Regions from separate parts of the Callithrix jacchus genome. Here region 1 is linked to region 2. A link is a contact called in public Hi-C data. All regions are on one chromosome and are shown on one strand. The core of a region is the stretch at or near the end of the contact, and the rest is flanking DNA. Distances in the headings are between cores, read along the strand shown.

Region 1 (4,516 bases), core at 1,285-3,784, 250 kb after region 2:
CACATCAGTGGCCCTCCTGCCTCAACTCTTCCCAGCAGGTGCTCCTCAGCCCCAGGAAAGTGGGAGTGGGCTCCATGACTCGGCAGACCAGTCAGCATCTCGTCCCTGGGAAGTGGCAAGGAAGATGCATATCTAACTAATCTGGCTGGACATTTGGAATGGAGAGCAATAAAAGCCTGGTTGTGGCAGTCATGGGACAGAAAGGGGAACAAAGAAAAGCTAGCCTGTAGAGAGAGAGAGAGAGAGAGGCACAGACTCAAAGAGTGGGAAGGGGGAAGGAGGGGAGAAGGAAGAGCTGATTTGTTCTGAAATAATTTTCCAGACCCAAGCCCAGGGAGGCTGCCAGCACCACCTACCTTTTGGTTTTGTTAGACCACCCACAGCTTCCCAGTAAACCTCCCCCTTTTGCTGGGAGGTTTCTGTTGAAAGGGTCCCTATGAAGCAACCATTTTCTTCTTGCTATGGCAAAGACTAGTCACTGTCCCCTAAAACTGTGCTCCCCACATCTGCCTTGGCTGGAACAAGCCTGTATTTCCCAGCCCACCTCACAGTTATTAGGTGTTGCAGGAGACTAAGTCCCAGCCGACGGAAGAGGAGCAGAAACAACACAGGCGACTACTGATCTGGCCTTTGTGGAAAATGCGTGGCCTCCCGCAGGCCCCAAGACTAGGGCAAGGTGCTCTTGGGCTCAAGGAGATGCTGATCTTGCACTAGTGCCACCGTGCGTGGAGACCTCCTTGGACTTCACATGCTAAACACTTCAATGCCTCATCCAGTCCCAGCCCCACAGTGACTGGCAACTATCCCTCAGAATGGCACCAGCACTGGCAGAAGAGTGGAGAGAGAAAACACCTACATCCTCAAAGTTAAACTGCAGCATCCACCAACCCTGAAGGACCCTGGGCATCCAGGGGTTTCTTACCAGAGCTAATAAGCAACCTCACTGTTCAAGGCAGTGTAAGCTGACTTCTCAGTGACTTGCAGAAGAAGGCCTCCTCAACATACCCTCTAAACCCATGACCAAGCCAGGAGCACCAGTGGGAGACGTTTCAACTCTAGCCACCTCCTAGGGAACATTTCTGTACCAGTGACACACTCTGTAAGACGACACAGGGCAATGAACTGAACAGCAGGGAAAAGGTACCCCAGACAGCATGCAGTGCTTTGTAACCTTACAAATGCAAGAAACAGAGCTTGAGAAGCAAATGACTCGCCTGCTGTCGGGAGGGGTGTGAGCTCTGGGGGAAGAGCCTGAAGCTCACTCCTTTCCCCAGCATGAACGAGCTGAAGGTCTGGGGGCAAGTCATCTACCCTCTCTGTGCCTCATCCATAAACAGAAGAAAAAGCAACACATCCTACATGCTTCATGAAGGTACCAGAGGAACTGAAGAGCTCTCCTTCCCCACTCCAAGGAGGCCTGATGGAAAGAGACAGCATGTTTAACTTGTTTCCTCCACCAAGGACAGCTGCGGTTAATGACGTTTGCCTATGGGTTGGGCAATTGCTTTTTTTTTTTTTTTTAGGACAGAATCTTACTTATTGCAAGGATGTAATGTGGTGGTGAAATATTGGTTCACTGCAACCTCCACTTCCCAGGTTCAAGTGATTCTCCTGCCTCAGCCTCCCAAGTAGCTAGGACTACAGGCACACACCACCACACCCAGCTAATTGTTGTATTTTTAGTAGAGATGGGATTTTACCATGTTGGCCAGGATGGTCTCGATCTCTTGACTTAATGATCTGTTCACCCCAACCTCCCAAAGTGCTGGATTACAGGCATGATCCACCACACGTGGCAGGTTGGGTAATTTCTAACCAGGCTCTCTAAATATCATCATCCACAGTGGGAGATTCAAGCAGACCACTCTCTTGAATCACCTTATAACCCAGGGATGAGCACATCTACAGTGCTCTGAAAAGGCATTTCTGGAGATTTCCTGCCCAGGCAGAGCAGTGGCTCAGCTGGGTGAGCAGTCACCGAGAGTATAGGATGCCAATCCCTGGATTAACGAGGTGAATGCTGAAGCCCCTCCAAGGCAATGTATTTTTGGAAGAAATACACACTGCAGCAGAAAGGAGAACATGGTGTAAATTTTCCTTCTTCCAAACAGTGCAGAATAGAAACCTATAAAAGCAAATCCTGGATGTCTGAAGATATGGACTGTTTAAAAAATCTAGCTTGAGAGATTCCACCTTACTGCCTTGCACCACATCCCTGGAAATGCTTACTTAAGTGGATGCTGGAGATGGGTATCATGTAGCAGGGATTATAGGTCCCCTGCAATCCAAGGTCCTTGAGAAGCACAAGGCAGGCTCTTCCTCACCTCCCAAGGCAGGATTTTATACCGGAAAGAGATGCTGACAGCCACTTTATTGGCACCACTCTCTCATCCGACAGCATAGGAAACTGAGGCCCAGAGGAGAAAGGGATCTTGCCAGGGACCATGAAGTGTGGTGGGGCAGAGCTAAGGCTTGAAAATGGGTCTTAGACCCAGCACTGTGGCCCCAGACCCAAGCTTGTTGAAGAATAGGACAGAGACACAGCACTGAAGGGAGAAGGCTGAAACAGAATCGGCTGCTGGGGTTCCAGCATTTGGCCCCCACCACAGAAACTGCAAGCTGCCTGGCTGGGCAGCTACAAAGGGTATTGCTGTTTGCACAGGATCTGCAGAGACCTTGCAGCACGGATGGGTAGACAGCACCGTGCACATATGAACAGCCCTCCAGGTTCAGCTTCCTTATGAGGGCCGAATCCTATAAACAAGACTACCACCCCCATTAGACCTTCTGTGAGAAGAAAGAGTGACCTCTCCAGTTGATCTGGCACCAGGCTTTTTTCACACTTCCACAAGGGTAGCGGTCTTGACAACAAAGCAGACAGCTTCCACGCCTGTGCCCACAGTGCCCCCTCGTGGGAATCTGCACAGTGCATCACACCTCTTGATCTCACCAAGTGAAAGACAGGGATGGGGCAGTCTACAGCATAGTTCTTTCTGATCTCCATAACTCCCCGCATCTGGAATATCCTCCCCTCCCTTAAGCTCAGTGGTTCTCAAACTTCAGCGTGCATCTGAATCACCTGGAGGGCTTGTGAAAACACAGGTTCTGGCTGGGCGTAGTGGCTCACACCCATAATCCCAGTGCTTTGGGAGACTAAGATGGGTGGATCACCTGAAGTCAGGAGTTTGAGAACAGCCTGGCCAACATGGTGAAACCCCATCTCTACTAAACATACAAAAATAAAATAGCCAAGCATGGTGGTGGACGCCTGTAGTCCCAGCTACTCAGGAGGTTGAGGTGGAGAATTGCTTAAACGCAGGAGGCAAAGGTTGCAGTGAGTCACTGCTCTCCAGCCTGGGTGACAAGACTCTGTCTCAAAACAAAAAAGAACACACAGGTTCTCTGGCCCCACCCACAGCTTCTGATTCAGTAATTCTAGGGTGGAGCCCAAGAAACTGCATTTCCAGGAGGTTCCCAGGTCATGCTGCCACTGCTGTCCAGGACCATACCTGGAGAACCACTGCCCCAGCTAATCCCCCACACCCATTAAGGCTCAGGACCATTTCCAGCTACTTGGCGAGATGTTCCACAAATGCCCCCGGGCTTATCGTAGAATGCAATAGTTGTGTAACCTTGACCAAGTTCCTTAACCTCTTTGAGCCTCAATTTCCTCATCTGTAAAATGGGGGTAACAGTATTTCCCTCAGAGTGTTTTTAAAAGGTAAATGAGGCCAGGTTCGGTGGCTCATGCCTGTAATCCCAACACTTTGGGAGACTGAGGCAGGCGGATCACGTGAGGTCAGGAGTTCAAGACCAGCCTGGCCAACATGGTGAAACCCCGTCTCTACTATACAAAAATTAGCTGGGTGTGGTGGTGCACCCCTGTAATCCCAGCTACTCGGGAGGCTGAGGTAGGAGAATCACTTGAACCCAGAAGGTGGAGGTTGCAGTGAGAAGAGATCACACCACTGATGCACTCTAGTACAATCCAGTGCTCTAGCCTGGGCAACAATGCGAGACTCCATCTCAAAAAGAAAAAAAGAAAAAGAAAGTTAAATGAGATACTGTGTGCAAGACTTAGCTCAGTACCTGACACATGGTAAACAATACATGTTAGCTATTCTGTGGTCATTATTGAGCAAGAGTATTACTGTTCATTTGCCAACTTCTCGAGGACAAGGGCAGTGTTCCCATTAGAATTCTCAGAGGCAGACGTGATCTTCAAGACCCTTCAGTCCAGTTTCCCAAGCCTGACTATCAGCAGCATCACCTGCGAAGCTGTGAAAACGTCAAATGTTTGGGAGCCACCCAGAACTAATTTTGATGCTGTTTGTTTTTGAGACAGAGCCTCACTGTGTCGCCCAGGTTGCAGTGCAGTGGAACGATCTCAGCTCACTGCAACCTCCGCCTCCTGGGCTCAAGCAATTCATGTGCCTCCACCTCCCGAGTAACTGGGATTACAGGTGCATGCCACCACACCCAACTAATTTTTGTATTTTTAGTAGAGATGAGGTTT
Region 2 (4,976 bases), core at 948-3,447:
ACAGCACAAACTCCAGAGCTCCTGAGGAGGTCAAATGGACAGGACTGAATGTGTGGAAGATGCAAAGAGAGGAGCGGAGTCATTCTCAGCATCCTGTCTTGGGTTTGTGAAAGTACAAACCAACCAAGGTGGGAGCGAAAAGCATGAGTATTGACAGCACCGGATCTGTGTTAGGCACCAATTCTGTGCTTTGCATAAATTTCCTCAATTAATCCTCACTGGGCAATCCTCGAAGCAGGTATGATTATGGTTCTCAGTTTGCAGAGGAGGACACTGAAGGCACAGAGGGCAACTAGTTGTCCAGGGTCTCACAGGAAGGGAGTAGGAGAGCTGGGATCTGAACTCAGGCCGTATCCACTTTGGACACCCCACCTGAGGTTGCCACACTTCACAGACTGGTTTTGGACATGCCAGATTTCCAGTGGAGAAGAATGAGTGAGACAGAGGCTCAGGTGAGCCATCAGGCAGGGTGTCAGCCCTCACAGGTAGCCAGAGCCCGTGAGTGGATGAGATGATGAAGGAATAAAGCGTGCCAGGACTGGCACTAACATCCACATAGCTTCCCACTGCTCCGTGGGCTGCCATTCACTAGTTTAGCCAGAGCCTGACATCATGCAGACACCCAGAAGATTCAGGAACTGGCCTCTCCCTCTGTGAACCAGGTGTCCCCACCAGGCCAGAGGCTGAGAGGAACAATATGAGAGAGGAGAACAGATGTGTCAGAGCCAGGCAGGAGCCAGCTTCAGGGGCACTTTGAAGTAGAGGTACCCTGCTCCCCTCCCCATCATTCAGCTATAGTGATTGCAAACCCCATCTGCATTTTCCAGCTAGGTGGTGATATCATTACTCCCAAGGCGCCATCTCCTAAACTGTAAGATGGAAGCACTAGCACTCTCCTCTCAGAGCTATCAGCAGAATTACATGGATCTCAGGTGGTACTTTGCCGACTGCAGAGGAATTCCTTATGGCTGGCAGCACCCCCAGCATCATACAGCGGGGAGGTTCTCCTTGCTGTGGACATCAGAGCTAAAGCTAGTTAGCCCAGCTCCAAAGTCAGCACTAGGGGTGAGGCTCCACATGGGAACTCCTGGCTGGGGGGGAAGAAACCAGCATGGGGAGAAGGCCATTGGAGGGAGGTAGGGGAGTTTCAAGCACAGACTGAGGGGGCACCTGCAGCTCAGCCCCAGCTCATGATGGTCAACTGGGAGTACACTTCAAATTTCCTGGGCTTCTGATTTTGCAAAAGAAGGCAGAAATCCAGATCTATAGATGAAATCTCAAGGTTTTTCATGTAGTTTTTCAAATGCAACTAATTTATCAGTAAACGCTGGGGAAGAGGGGTACCTAGTTTACACTAGATCCTCTCTTGGATCTAAATTAGGCATTTTGTCCCTCCCTCAGACTTTGGCGAGGACAAGGGCAGCACCTACCGTGCCTATGAGTGTGTATAGACGCGCCCACGGGTGTTCCTACATTTGAGTGTGTAAGCAGAGCATTGCTGCACGAGTCCACACGTGATGTGTGTGCCTATGTGAACACACGCAAAGACATTCTGGAGGTAAGTCTGTGGGCAAGAACGGCCCCATATATGCGTCTGTGAACACACATGAACAAGCACAGGTGTACAATGCATGACAACACGTGTGACTGTGAGCTCATGCACCTGTGTGTTAATGCACGTGCGTATGGGCTCCTGTTTGCAGCCGCCAATGAGGCCGGCCAGGGGCAGCGGGGCACGGCTGTTCCCTGCACTGCCCCTGGCGGGGAGCCGCATCCTCGCGGGCTGGTGGCCACTGGAGCGAGCAGGAGGACGCGCATGCGCACCGGTGGGGCGGGGCGGCCTCGGCCCTTCGGAAACCAGGGCATCGATCCTGCCCGCCCCACGCCCCCACGCTGGCCCACCGAGCCGAGAGGAGGGAGGGAGAGAAGAAGGGGGAGGAGGGGGCGCGGCAGCTGCGCCCCGGGCGCTGCGGGAGGGAGAAGCGCGGCGCGCAGCCGCGGCCATTAGTCACCAGATGTCACCTTCTGCTGCCAAGGCGGCGCCGGGCGCAGACAATGGCCGCGCGGGCCGAGAGGCGGGTCGTGCCGACCCAAAGCCGCGCCTCTGCTGACACCTACAGCCCCGCTCCGCGCTCCGCCGCCCCTCTGCGCCCCTTTGCCCAGGCCGTTCCCGCCGCCGCGCCTGGTCAGCACCACCTTCCCCATGGCCCTTCCTCGAGGGCCGTGTAACGCCTCCTCTCCCAGGACGCTGCGCAGGTGTCACTGCCTGCATTTCCTGACCGTCCTCCCTGCCCCTCTTCCCATTCTCATAGCCCCTTCCTCCAACTCGGATACACGAGAGGGGTTTCCCTGCTTCTCCAGACTGGGCTGTGTGAGGTCCGCAGGGACGTGCTTTCTTCCCTGGCGCCTGGCGCTATGCCTGACACTCAAGGCTTTGCAGGGGAATCATGCTAGATGCTGAAGTTCATTGTCACCCACACATAGATGCATTTGACCTCATGCTGAGATAAAAGCCCTTCACCCTAGAAATCCAACAGGGATCACTGAGTTTTTCCCTGGGCACAGATATCCCCCCAAAATATAAGTGGGAAAGTGAGTCGACCTCCCTATGTAGCAGTGTCCTATGTGTGGCAGACTTTTTACAGCTCATTTTTTAAAAGCCCACCACCCCAGTGCTTTGAGTCCACAACCATGCAGCATTGAGACCCCCAAATGTGGAGAACAAAGGTGTGCAGGACCAGGAGTCCCTCCTTGGGCCTCAGGACCCTAAGCTAGGAGTCGTCAAACCTTTTCTCTAAAAGGCCAGGAAGTAAGTATGTTAGGCTTCGCCCAGCCACGTATGTTTCTGTCACATAATCTTTGACTTTTGTTTTTACAACGCTTTAATAAAGGTAAGAATCATTCTCAGCTCAGCGACCGTTCAGAGGCAGGCAGGGGGCAGTATTTGGCTCTAGTTTGCCGCACCTGTCCTAGACCCGCAGAACACCAGTAGCCAGGGGAGCAAGATTGTGCGGAAGCACACTAGGGTCAGGATCAGTGTCAGAGAAACCTGAACTGGAATCCCAGGTCACCCTGGGCAGCCAGTGACACTCGTAAAGTGTGCCACCACGCAAGGTTAGGGGTAAATGGAAACATCATTAGAACCTACTTTGCAGGGTTTGCTGGAAGACGATGATGAATTTCCAGCACAGGGCCTGTGAGAGTGCCCACTAACTGTTTTTGTCCCTCTGTCACTCAGTGTGTATGTGTCTATGTGCACACAACGCGCGTGCGCGCACACACACACACACACACCTGGCCTCTGGCAAGAAGAGGCTGACCCATGATCTCTGGAGATGCTGCCACAAGGTAAGGAAGTCATCAGAGCCAGACAGATGGAAGTTGAAATCTGGCTCTGCCCTGCCTGGCTTTGTGACCTCCAGCAAAACACTGAACCTTCCTGAGCCTCAGTTTCCCCATTTAAAACCAACAGAATATCACCAGTACCAAGTTAGTTGCAGCATGCCTATGGTGACTTACTGAAGTTACCTGTGAAGGCACTGAACACAGTGCTTGACACATGAGAAACTGGGCAGGAGGGTGGCTCACCGTGGCTGTCGTGGTGTTAGCCTCCGTGGTAGAAAGGCAGGCCCCTCCAGGGGAGGGATGCTCATTCTGACACTCCCAAAGGCCTCCAATGTCGGGAATCCAGGGCTCAGCCTGTGCTCCAGGGCATGGTGTCCTTCTCAAAGTGGCCTTGAGGCCTTTCTCAATGCTGGTGACCTGCCATCGCCCTCTCTGCCTCCCCAGCCCTCGTTCCTCTCAGAAGAGCACTGCCCAGGTCATAGAGAGACAGGCACTCCTGAAATCCCCAAGAAACCCAGCCTCCCTTCTGTTCAGTTTTGTTTGTTTGCTTCCTTTTAAAAATCATGTTTATTTTTAAAATCTGATTCCAATAGACATGCGTATTGTTAGAAACAATCTGGAAAAGAATAGAAATTTTAAAAATTGCCCTTTATCCTTTCATCACTGAAAAACAGTGTGACCATTTCGTGCAAGTTTTCCAGGCTTTTTCTTATGTATAGCACACATTATATATGTAGATCCACATTTCTGTTAAAAAATGGGAACATACGCTGTATCCTGAAATCTTTTCTTCTTTTCACACAACACAGTTTGACCATCTCCTCATATCATTAAGTCCCCTACATTATTGTTTTTGATGCCTGTATAATATTCTATTATAAAGAAAGCTAAACCGTTTTTACAAATCAATCATCTATCATCAGAAGCAACACAGGTATTTTAAATAGCAATGAGTCAAGAGGATCTCCAAGACTGATAAGCACATCTGTAAGGGAGATATTCAACCCAGAATGGGAAAATGGGAAGGGGTCTGTATGCAGAGAGAGTTTTCTTCACTTTCTCCTTGAGGGTCTCAGGTTTTCCACCAGCAAAGGGCTGCATTGCTCTCCTTGATGCTCCAGGAGTGCTCCTGCAGCTCAGCTGCTCCCTGGGAGAGGCTTTTTAGCCATAAACATGAAGACAGCATGGCAGGGAGAAGAGAGCCAGGTCTCCCACCTCGGAGACCAGTGGCCACCGTGCAATGCCATGCCACCCAGCCTCGGTGCCTTGCCCCACTGCCATGTGAAACACAGTGCTCACATGAACCATCTCCCTCCAACACAGTGAGAGGAGCCCAGCTGTGAATCCTGGGGAAACAGGAAAGGAAGGAAGGAAGGAAGGAAGGAAGGAAGGAAGGGAGGGAGGGAGGGAGGGAGGGAGGGAGGGAAAGGAGGGAGGGAGGGAAGGAGGAGGGAGGGGAGGGAGGGAGGGAGAAAGAAAGGGAGGGAGGGAGGGAGGAGGAAAGGAGGGAGGGAGGAAGGAAGGAAGGAGGGAGGGAGGGAAGAAGGAAGGAAGAAAGAAGGGAGGGAGAAGTGGGGAGGGAGGGAGGGAGGGAGGAAGGGAGAAGGAGGAGGGGGAGGGAGGGAGGGAGG

What was found. A called contact is a pair of places that touch in the nucleus more often than the background predicts.
Region 1: a Hi-C map of induced pluripotent stem cells shows a contact between it and region 2, with 4 times the contacts expected there. The contact joins two enhancer-like sites. A contact is called at or near these places in 2 of 3 Hi-C or Micro-C datasets (induced pluripotent stem cells and skeletal muscle).

Annotation. Positions count from the first base shown.
Region 1 is chr12:52,163,592-52,168,107 of calJac240_pri, forward strand. No RefSeq gene overlaps it. Among named protein-coding and RNA genes, the nearest start is that of RPS24, 14 kb to the right of the region's middle. Within about 2 kb of position 2,535, at least 2 of the 16 cell types and tissues checked have an H3K27ac peak or open chromatin away from gene starts, as enhancers often do.
Region 2 is chr12:51,914,689-51,919,664 of calJac240_pri, forward strand. It overlaps a transcript of LOC118146292 not described here. Among named protein-coding and RNA genes, the nearest start is that of RPS24, 260 kb to the right of the region's middle. Within about 2 kb of position 2,198, at least 12 of the 16 cell types and tissues checked have an H3K27ac peak or open chromatin away from gene starts, as enhancers often do.